Linked DNA regions of Sus scrofa: region 2 is linked to region 1. The links are chromatin contacts, called in public promoter capture Hi-C maps. All regions are on one chromosome and are shown on one strand. The core of a region is the stretch at or near the end of the contact, and the rest is flanking DNA. Distances in the headings are between cores, read along the strand shown. Region 1 holds the start of INSIG2 (insulin induced gene 2). Region 2 holds the start of MAP3K2 (mitogen-activated protein kinase kinase kinase 2).

Evidence for each region. Promoter capture Hi-C pulls out the DNA fragments that hold promoters and counts their contacts.
Region 2: a promoter capture Hi-C map of liver shows a contact between it and region 1, with 3 times the contacts expected there. The contact joins the promoter of MAP3K2 here to the promoter of INSIG2 in region 1. A contact is called at or near these places in 1 of 5 promoter capture datasets (liver) and 1 of 47 Hi-C or Micro-C datasets (heart right ventricle).

The regions. Positions count from the first base shown.
Region 1 is chr15:23,674,528-23,679,044 of Sscrofa11.1, forward strand. It overlaps INSIG2 (insulin induced gene 2), which reads left to right and starts at 2,202. Exons shown (of 6, transcript NM_001129968.1): 1 at 2,202-2,227.
Region 2 is chr15:25,085,661-25,090,177 of Sscrofa11.1, forward strand. MAP3K2 (mitogen-activated protein kinase kinase kinase 2) reads left to right here and starts at 1,819. Exons shown (of 17, transcript XM_003359437.5): 1 at 1,819-1,901. It overlaps LOC110257077 (a long non-coding RNA gene), which reads right to left and starts at 585. Exons shown (of 2, transcript XR_002339296.1): 1 at 476-585.

The DNA of each region.
Region 1 (4,517 bases), core at 952-3,451:
ACCACAGTCACAAGCAAAACCAAAAGTAGTACTAGAGATGTTAATCTCTAGTGTTTTGCCTTCTAGCTACTGACAAGGAAATTGCAATACTTTTTTTTGTGAGGGATTTTTTAATTTGGGTAAGGCTTCCAAGTTCAAGGTTCTTAGAGGCTTAGTCATCAACCCTTGGGCAATAATTAATGTTAGTCTAACAATATCTTACTTAAGCAAGGCAAATAAGCGTTTGTGGGTGTTTATGTTAGCTAAATAAAGAAGTTTTTGTTTTCTGGTTTACCTTTGGTCCCATTCAGTTGGGAAACCAAACAACATGTAAGGTTGATGGAAATATCTTTTCTCTGAAGTCATAAATTATCAAATCATTGATAGTTTTTTCTATGAAAAGGACCTTAGAAATAATCTAGACCAACCCCTCATTTTAACCAATGAGAAAAAAAATCCTAGAAAAATGAATATACTGGATGTGACTATGCACTTGTTGGCCTAACATGAGGTTTCAAGAATCCTTCACCAGTATTCTACCACCTATATTACACCAGCTCAAAATAATCCAGAGTTATTCTGATTTCTCAGAGTTCTTAATCAGCTAATATCTTGGCATCAGGTAAAATGCAGTTTTAATGTTTCCATAATAACAAATATTTGGTCTAAATTCATGACCTTGAGATTCAGAATTCATGTCTCAATACATTCTCCATGCTCCATCTATTCTGTTTTTCCAACTCTGACTCCCACCAGAATGCACAGCCTCATCATATTTGCCTACCTATACTCAGTGCCTCCTTAAAGACTACATCATCCATGACAGCCGGGAAACTTAAGTAGAACACTGCAGTAGGAATGACCCTGTTGGATACAAGAACCTTAGGAACTGGTGCCACATGGTTCTTGCTTTTTAGGTCTTGTCCCTCCCTGCAGTCAATAAATATTGAAACTAAAACAAAGGTCTTTCAAGTTAAAATTTTCCTTAAGGATTTTCTTGAAGGCAATTTCTAAGTGTTTGAAAGCTTGCCTAGAGAAGACATGGCCTAGATGAGTGGGACTCAGGTTGTTTTAAAGAGAATCATGACAGATGTTGGGATATTTTGAGGTAATCCTCTCTTGTCTGGGTGCTTTTCTCTTTTCTTTTTAAAATTCCATTTCCATTCTGTATAATCCACCCACATTTTTTTTTTACTGGTAGTGTAAAAACCTACATAAGAGACTTAGTTACAGGAAACATTAGAGAAAACAAGAAAGGTCAGATAGATACTTGTTTGGAAGCATTCTGTTGCAAATTCAATTTCTCTTTCAATTTTCAGAAATATGTGTACCAATAAAAAGTCAGAAACATACAAACCCATCTATCATTTATCAGTTCAAAGTTAAAAAAAAAAAACACAAAGGAATTTCACCAACTAATGCTTCTTTTCAAATCTCTTAAGCAAGGATTCCAGGCCCAACCTTCAACTTAAACTTGCCTCAAGAACACAGTAACCTGACCTCATCCATATTATGGTTCGGTACTACTTCCAACCAACAAGGAATTATAATTTTATCTACTTTGTAATTTCCTTTTTGTATTTTGCATTGTACTTTGCATTTTCTCTACGTCGCTGAAAACCTCTAAAGCTCTTCCTATGAAAGCAACTGTACACAAATCGCTTTTGTCAAACTTGGGGAACGATTATTAATGAAAACAGGAAAAAATGCTGTGGGATGAAAAGGAGAGAAATATCAACTACGCTCTTTCTCGAAAGAAGTTATGACTTAGGAATGCAGGAATAAGGTAAAGAGCAAAGGCAGGCAAAAGCACACAGAAAATGAGAGTCAGCATCCTTAGCCGCAGCCCAGATCCTGGCTCAGAGGAGCGACGTGTGGAGAGCCTCGCCTCCCACAGGGTATGCGTGTGTTGCTGTGCGATTCCCTGACACGGCCCGCAGGTCTGGGCATTCGTCACAACCCTCTGCTGCCTGGTCAGCAAACAACAGCTGATTTGGTAGCCTCCACCACTAGGTAGTCCATGCCTGTAGCCGGCAGCTACGCTCAAGGAGATCGGAAGTCCTTTTGCCCCCTTTCGCAGGCTCACTACTCGGCGCCCGTAGAAACCGGAAGTTCTTCTGCCCCTATCTTCGGGAGAGCGTCAGCGCCTGCCGCGCAGGCGCAGTGAAGCTCAGGCGGAGTTACGTGAGGGGAGGAGGAAGCGGCGGAGGGGGGCGGGGGCCGGTCCCAGAAGATGGCGGAAACAGGGGTGAGTTGGGGGGTCTCCCAGGAAGCGCGAGTGTCTTGTTGTTGGGGGTAGGGACCTGAGGAAAGGGGTGGCTCTCGGTAAGAGGAACCGCTTCCGATTTTGCAGCCTGGGAAACCTGCTTAGCAAGTGCGAGGAGCCAGGACCATAGAAGGGGCCTGAAGGGTGAGGTGGTCTGCTCACCTGGGGTAGGGTAGGCGAGATCCGGAAGGGGACAGCGGGATCGGGGAGAGTTCCTAGGAGAGGCCGAAGCTTCTTGGACAGTGCTAGAGTATCGGAGCAGAAAGAAGGCTGGAGGGCGGCGGGAAGGGCGACCCCGGAGATTTGACGGGGTGGAGGTCGGCGAGCTCTCCAGCACAGAGCTGTCAGGATTTGGGGGTGAATCTAAAGGTAGATATTGTAGTAAGTTTAGAATCCGCCGACAGGTATGTTGATAATGGGTTGACGAACGGGACTTTGGTATTTTTGAATTGGAATTGGAAACCTTTGGAGTCGGTGTGTGGATAAAGCCAGAGAGAATGCTTGCCAGGAACTAGAAGTCGGTTGGTGATAGTTTTCTGGGATTTTAAGAGTTGGTCAGTGGAAGTGGCAATCGGGAAAAGAAAAGCACTGTGGGTGTGATGGGGGGGGGTGCTAAAACCTAAGTGATAATGGCCCATGTCCAGTTAGCGTTGGGAAAAAGTTAATAAGTTATGTATGTATGGTGTTAGCTAGACAGTCTAGGAAGACATCCCAGGAAGAGTTTACTATTTTGTAGGATCAGTGGGGAAATGCTTCAAGAAGGAATGAATAGGCTTGACAGCTGGTCCACTGATACTGGCTGGAGTCAGTATGGCAGTGTTGCTGAGGATTAGACACCATTCCAGTCTTGGGTGAAGGAGAAATGACAGCAGACAAGCAGTGGCCAGGTTATGTCTTCCAACTTTGGGGCTTGGCCTTGAGAGAGAACCATTGAGTGAAAAGGAGTAAAGGAGCCACTAATAGGGGCCCCACAGAGAAAAAAAAATAGCCACTACTCTTCCTGTTTTCTTCATTCTTTCTCTGGATGTTATATTTAATAGTGTGTTTTGTTATAGTTTTCAGTACATATCTGATATAAAGTGACCAAGCTGTGAATCATGAACATTTGGGAAAGAGGTTGATTCTTTTTAAACTAACAACTGTTGCTCTTATGTTTGGTGGGCTGAAAAGGAAAAGAAAAATGCAAATCATTAATTTTAAAGACAGCTTATTTTCATTGTTATCAGACAATCATTCCCAAACGATGGTTTTTGTTTGTGTATTTGTGTTCAAATACCTATTGCTTGGAAGTTGTTTCAGTGGCAAATGTAAACTTTGATTTTCATTCTCAAAACCCAGAATCACTTAACAATCCTCTTTTGTTTATCTAAAAGTAATAATATCAACCCACTGACAGGCAGCACATAGACTGGGAATAATGTTTTCCCAATTTTGATGATTTGTTGTTGATCTCTCCAAATTACTTGAACTGTTTTTCTTTTTGTTCAGTAATGTACTTTATAGAAATTGTAGGTCAGAGCTAAGGTAGAATTTTTCATGTCCTGTGGAAGTTTCTTCTTTTATTTTTGAAAAAAGTATTATTTTGGTATTAACAGTTGTTTATCAACATGCCTTTAAAAACCATTTCTTGTGTGGCACTTAATTTGTTTTTGTATGGTGTTTTGTAGAAAATGCAATTGTAGAGCAATGTGTGGAGGGAACTACTTCAGACATGGAGTCAGAGTGCCTGGGGCTAGTCCTGGTACTACCTGGTAACAGTTTTATAATCTCAGAAAGTTACTTAACCTATTATATTTTGTAAAAGGAGGATTAAAAACACCCACCTACTTACTAGGATTATTGTTGAGGATCTGTTGAGAGACTGTCTATTTATTTATTTATTTATGTATTTATTTATTGTCTCTCTCTCTCTTTTTTTTCTTTTTTCCAAGGGATGCACCCGTGGCATACGGAGGTATATGGAAGTTCCCAGGCTAGGGTTCCAATTGGAGCTGTAGCTTCTGGCCTATGCCACAGCAATGTGGGATCTGAGTAGCATCTGCAACCTACACCACAGCTCATGGCAACACTGGATCCTTAACCCACTGAGCAAGGCCAGGGATCGAACCTGTGTCCTCATGGATGCTAGTCAGATTCGTTTCCCCTGAGCCATGACGGGAACTCCCGAGATTGTCTTTTAAATGATATCTTTATACCAGAGACTTCTTCCCTGATCAGAAAATTATTTTTTGGATAATCTAAATTTTTCAAATATAGTTTTTTAAAAAATTTT
Region 2 (4,517 bases), core at 569-3,068, 1.4 Mb after region 1:
GCCCAAGCTTAGAAAAATATCCTTTTTTTCCCCTTGTGGCATACCAGGCTTTAGAATGTTAGAACCGAAAGCAATGGTAAAGACTGATTTTATGCGTACATAATCTTAAAAGTCCTCCATTTTTTAAAATAAGTAGAAACAAACATTTTCTATTTAGCTTTGTATTCTTGAGGTCCTACAGTATTAGCTTTTCTTGGTGTTGGCTGCCTAATTCTCTGCAGAACAGATGAACCATTATTTATCAAGCTCAGTCTTAAAGTCGTTTAGGTTTTCAGGCTTCCACTATTATAAAAACCTGCCAATGAATATCTTTGTTCCTGCTCCTCTAACAACTCCACTAACGGGTCTGTAATAAGAATTCCTGGAAAGGGACCCAGATATTTTATTATTCCATAACACCATCTCCCCTAGTCCTTGCCCCACAGATGCCAGCTCCCTTAACCCGTCTATGGTCTTGAGTTGGCCAGGTGCTTACCTCTGAGCCTGGTGAGTGCTGCTCCCGTCCCTCTCATTTTAACTGCTGAGTGGTCTGGAAAAGACAGCAAGAGGGTGGGATCCATAACGTACTGCGAAACCAGGCAGACGCTGAAAGAGGGAAGAAACGGCACAGGAAATTGAAAGGGGCATTTGAGGAAAGTGATGGGGTGTTAAAGATATTCTCTGGGTCAGTGTAGTGTGGGCTAAAAACAGCTGAAATGCAAGTCAGTCATATCACTGAGGCCTCCAATGCTATCCTGGGGGGGACGGGAGTGAAGAAAGGACTCGGTGACAGCGACTCTGTCTGTGTCTGTGTTTTAGACTGTGTCGCTAGCTCTCCAGGTGTAGAAGCCTCTAGCGGGAGGCTTCTACATTCGCTAAACTCGAAAAGTAATTCCTACAAGAACTAAACAGAGAACTGTAAAACTGAGAAAGGTGGTCTCCAGGGGGGTGGTTTATAGTCAGGTGACAAGCCAACAAGAATTTAAGTACTTTGGATAAAAATTCTACACACGAGATCCACAAATGAATAGGAAAATAGATGGCTTTTTGCCAGCAAACGACTTGCCATGGACTTGGAGGAGGTTGCGGCCTCTTCTTCTGCTGCCCCGCTCAGCCCGAAGCCCATTGAGGAGTCCCTCTTCGAGGTTTGCTTTGGACTCTCCGCCGAGGACTCCCGCAGACCTAAGGAACCAAGGTGCCCGCGCGTGCACTCGAGGTCAAGGTCCAAGCGGCACGGACACCGAACCGAGCGAGGTAGCAGCGCCAGGGGTACGCGGCTGTGAGCAGCTAGCCAATGCGCAGGCGCGGACACGCCCCTCGGCCTCGGCGCGACGCTCCAGGCGAGCGCGCGCCCGCGGCGGTTCCGCTCCAGTCTGGAGGAGGGCTGCGCGCGCACGAGCGACGGGCCGTGACGTGCGCCGCTGTACGCCCGACGTCACGGGCCCGTGTGTAGTGGCGGCTGGGCAGCCCTCAGCAGCGGCTCTTGACGAGGGTGGTGCGGCCGCTGGGCGCGGCGTTTGGGGGTCCTGCGGCCCGTGGCGGCGGCGGCGACGATCAGGAGGACCCGCACTCCCAGCCGCGGAGTCGCCGCGCGCGCCCCTTCTCCGGCCTCTGGCGGTACCGGGCCCGCGGCTTCCTCCTTCGCAGCCCAGCTTCCCGCGGGCCTCGGGGCCGCGGCGGCGAGAAGAACCGAGGGCCACCGAGAAGCTCCGCCGGCCGCGACGGTCCCCGTGCCTGCCACCGCGCCCGGCGCGGGCTCCATGTGAGGGAGGGCCGGGCCTGCCCCCGGCCCGCACCCGACTCCTCGTGCGCCCCTCCGGCCCCCGGCGCCCCGCGGCCTCTCGGACCGGGGGGCGCGGTGACAGGCCGCGCGGGGGCGGAGGGGTGGGCCTGCGGCTCGCTGCGTCTCGGTGGAGCGGCCGGTACGTGCCTATGAGTGGATGGGGGGGGCGGGGCGCGGGCGGACGTGGGGAGGGGGCCGCCGCCGGCCAGTGCGCAGCTCGCGGGCGGAGACTTCGCTAGGTGCTCTACTCTCCCGGGTGGGCGGGCGTGCGCCGCCGGCTGCTGGTCCCGAAGTCCAGGTCTGCGCGGAGCTGTCAGACTCGAACTCTGCAGGAGTTCAGGAGGAAGCCTGCCTCTGGTCTCCGGGAAAGCGGAAGGTTTCCGCGCAGTGAGGGAGAAGGTGCCTGTCTTTGCGCTGCTATGGTGCGGTGGACTGGTGGTTAGGGTTGAATCCCTTTTCTCTCTGCGGACCGATTCACTTACTTGTTTATTGTCTCGCCTCACCGTCTGCCCATTTTACAGATCAAAAGAATTGATGAGGCTCAGTTTCAGCAACTTGGCCAAGATCGTGCACTTTGGTAATCTGGGAAGGCCTAGATTTGAATATGTTGTCTCTTTTGTAGAACTGTATTTCTGGGTTTTGAGAAAATAAATATGTGAGGGAAGTGAGAATCGCTGGAAAGTTTCTTCTTGGCAGTAAATTCTAGATGCATAGGTAGACATAATTTACTTGCCCCCAGTGTGTGCTGTTCGATGTGTTTTGCTGCAACCTAGCGAAATGATTTTTCTTGGCTCTTTTTTAAAATTACTTTTAAAAGGTGACTCCATACACTTTTATCTTTTTTTTTTTTCAGTAGGACTGACTGAATAGAAAATATTCCTCCTTTTATCAAAAAAAAGAAATATATTTGGTAAAACTCCAGTTTCTTGAAAAGTTACAATTTTACTTGTGCAATTTATTCTTGATGCATACAAGGAACTCACAGTTGGGTTATTTGCTTGAGATTTCCTTATTGCATAATTTGTTGCTGGATTATGTGGCAATGGCCACACGCTTAGTAATTTGTGCATTAACTTATGCAATATTTCTGAGTGGAATGTCAAAATTTAATGTGTGGAATATCGTAAAAAGTTATGTTTTAATGTTTTTTTTTCCTTTCATAAACAACTAAGTTTATGAACTTGCTGAAATTCTCATTTTTAGCATTGGCTTGTACTGTTTCTTTGATTATGGTTAGTGAAAAAGTAAAGAACCTTTACATTTCTCTTTACAGGAGAAAGTGTTGATAAATTACTTTGAGTATTTAAGCTTCATGCATGGTTGTGTTTAAGAAATCTGTTGATGCCCAATTGTAGTACTTGATCATTTTCTTCAGTACATTAACAGGTTTAAGAAAACTTGTGGTTGAGTATCTTTATAACGTTGTAGAAAAAAGGTTGAATTATAGACTTAAATGGATGTTTCACAGATTGATTTGTTGTTTGGTTAAAATATAAACGTATGTTGAGTTTTGCTGAATATCGTATCATTATAGGATACTTACCTAGTCATGCTCCCCATACATGTCTCTTGAGAAAACTAGTTATTAAAGATTTATATTAAATAATTGGATTACATTCTAGATTCAGTCTTTTAAGCAATGTTTTAGTTGGAGCTTTCATTCCTGGTTTACCTGATTACTACCAAAGGGGTAGTAATAGATGCTGTATTAAAATGAAACCATGTTTGATTCTCAATTCCTACGCTTTGGTTTCAGGTTGATTTTTTTTTTTTTTCCTTGTAGTATTGGTACTTTCTAGGCTTCCCCCACTGCACCACCCCCCACCCCCGAACCCAGCCCCAACTTTTTGTTATGAAACAATCTCAAGCACACAGGAAGTTGGTGATAGTGAGCATCCATATAATAATCCTCTAGATTCATTTGTTGACATCTTGCCATATTTGCTTTATCTGTAAATATGTGTATGTTATTTTTGGCCATACCACTTGAAACTAAGCTGTAGACATTACCCCTAAAAATGTCAGCTTGCATCTCCAAAATAAGGACATTTTCTTATATAGACAGAATATTATTATTAACTTCTTTAAGTTAATTTTCGTGTGTGTGTGTCTGTGTGTGTGTGTGTGTTTAGGGCCGCACCAGCAGCACATGGAGGTTCCCAGGCTAGCGGTTGAATTGGAGCTATAGTCACTGGCCTATGCCACAGCCATAGCAGTGCCCCATCTGAGCTGCCTCTGTGACCTGCACCACAGCTCACAGCAATGCCAGATCCTTAACCTACTGAGCAAGGCCAGGGATCGAACTCTGTGTCCTCATGGATACTAGTCAGATTCGTTTCTACTGAGCCATGACAGGAACTCCCTAGTTAATGTTTTTTTTAATTGATAATTAGTTAACAGTTTCTTATTGATAATTTCTTAATATAATCTAATATCCATCCATGTTTAAAGCTCCCATTTGTCCTGAAAGGTCTTTTATGACTTCTTATACCCAACTCCATCAAACCAGGATCCCATCGAGGTTTATTCACTGCGTTTGGTGGTTAAGTCTCTTTGATCTCTTCTAATCAGAACAGCCTCATCTCCTCCTTTTAAAATGGTATTGATTTTTTTTAAAAGAAATCAAGCCAGTTGTCTTTCAAAATGTCACGTTCTTAATTTGTCTGATTTTTCCCCCTCATGTATCATTTAGCAAATTCACATATTTCCACCTGTATTAGCTAACTGTAAGCTAAGGTTTAGAGGATTGATTAAT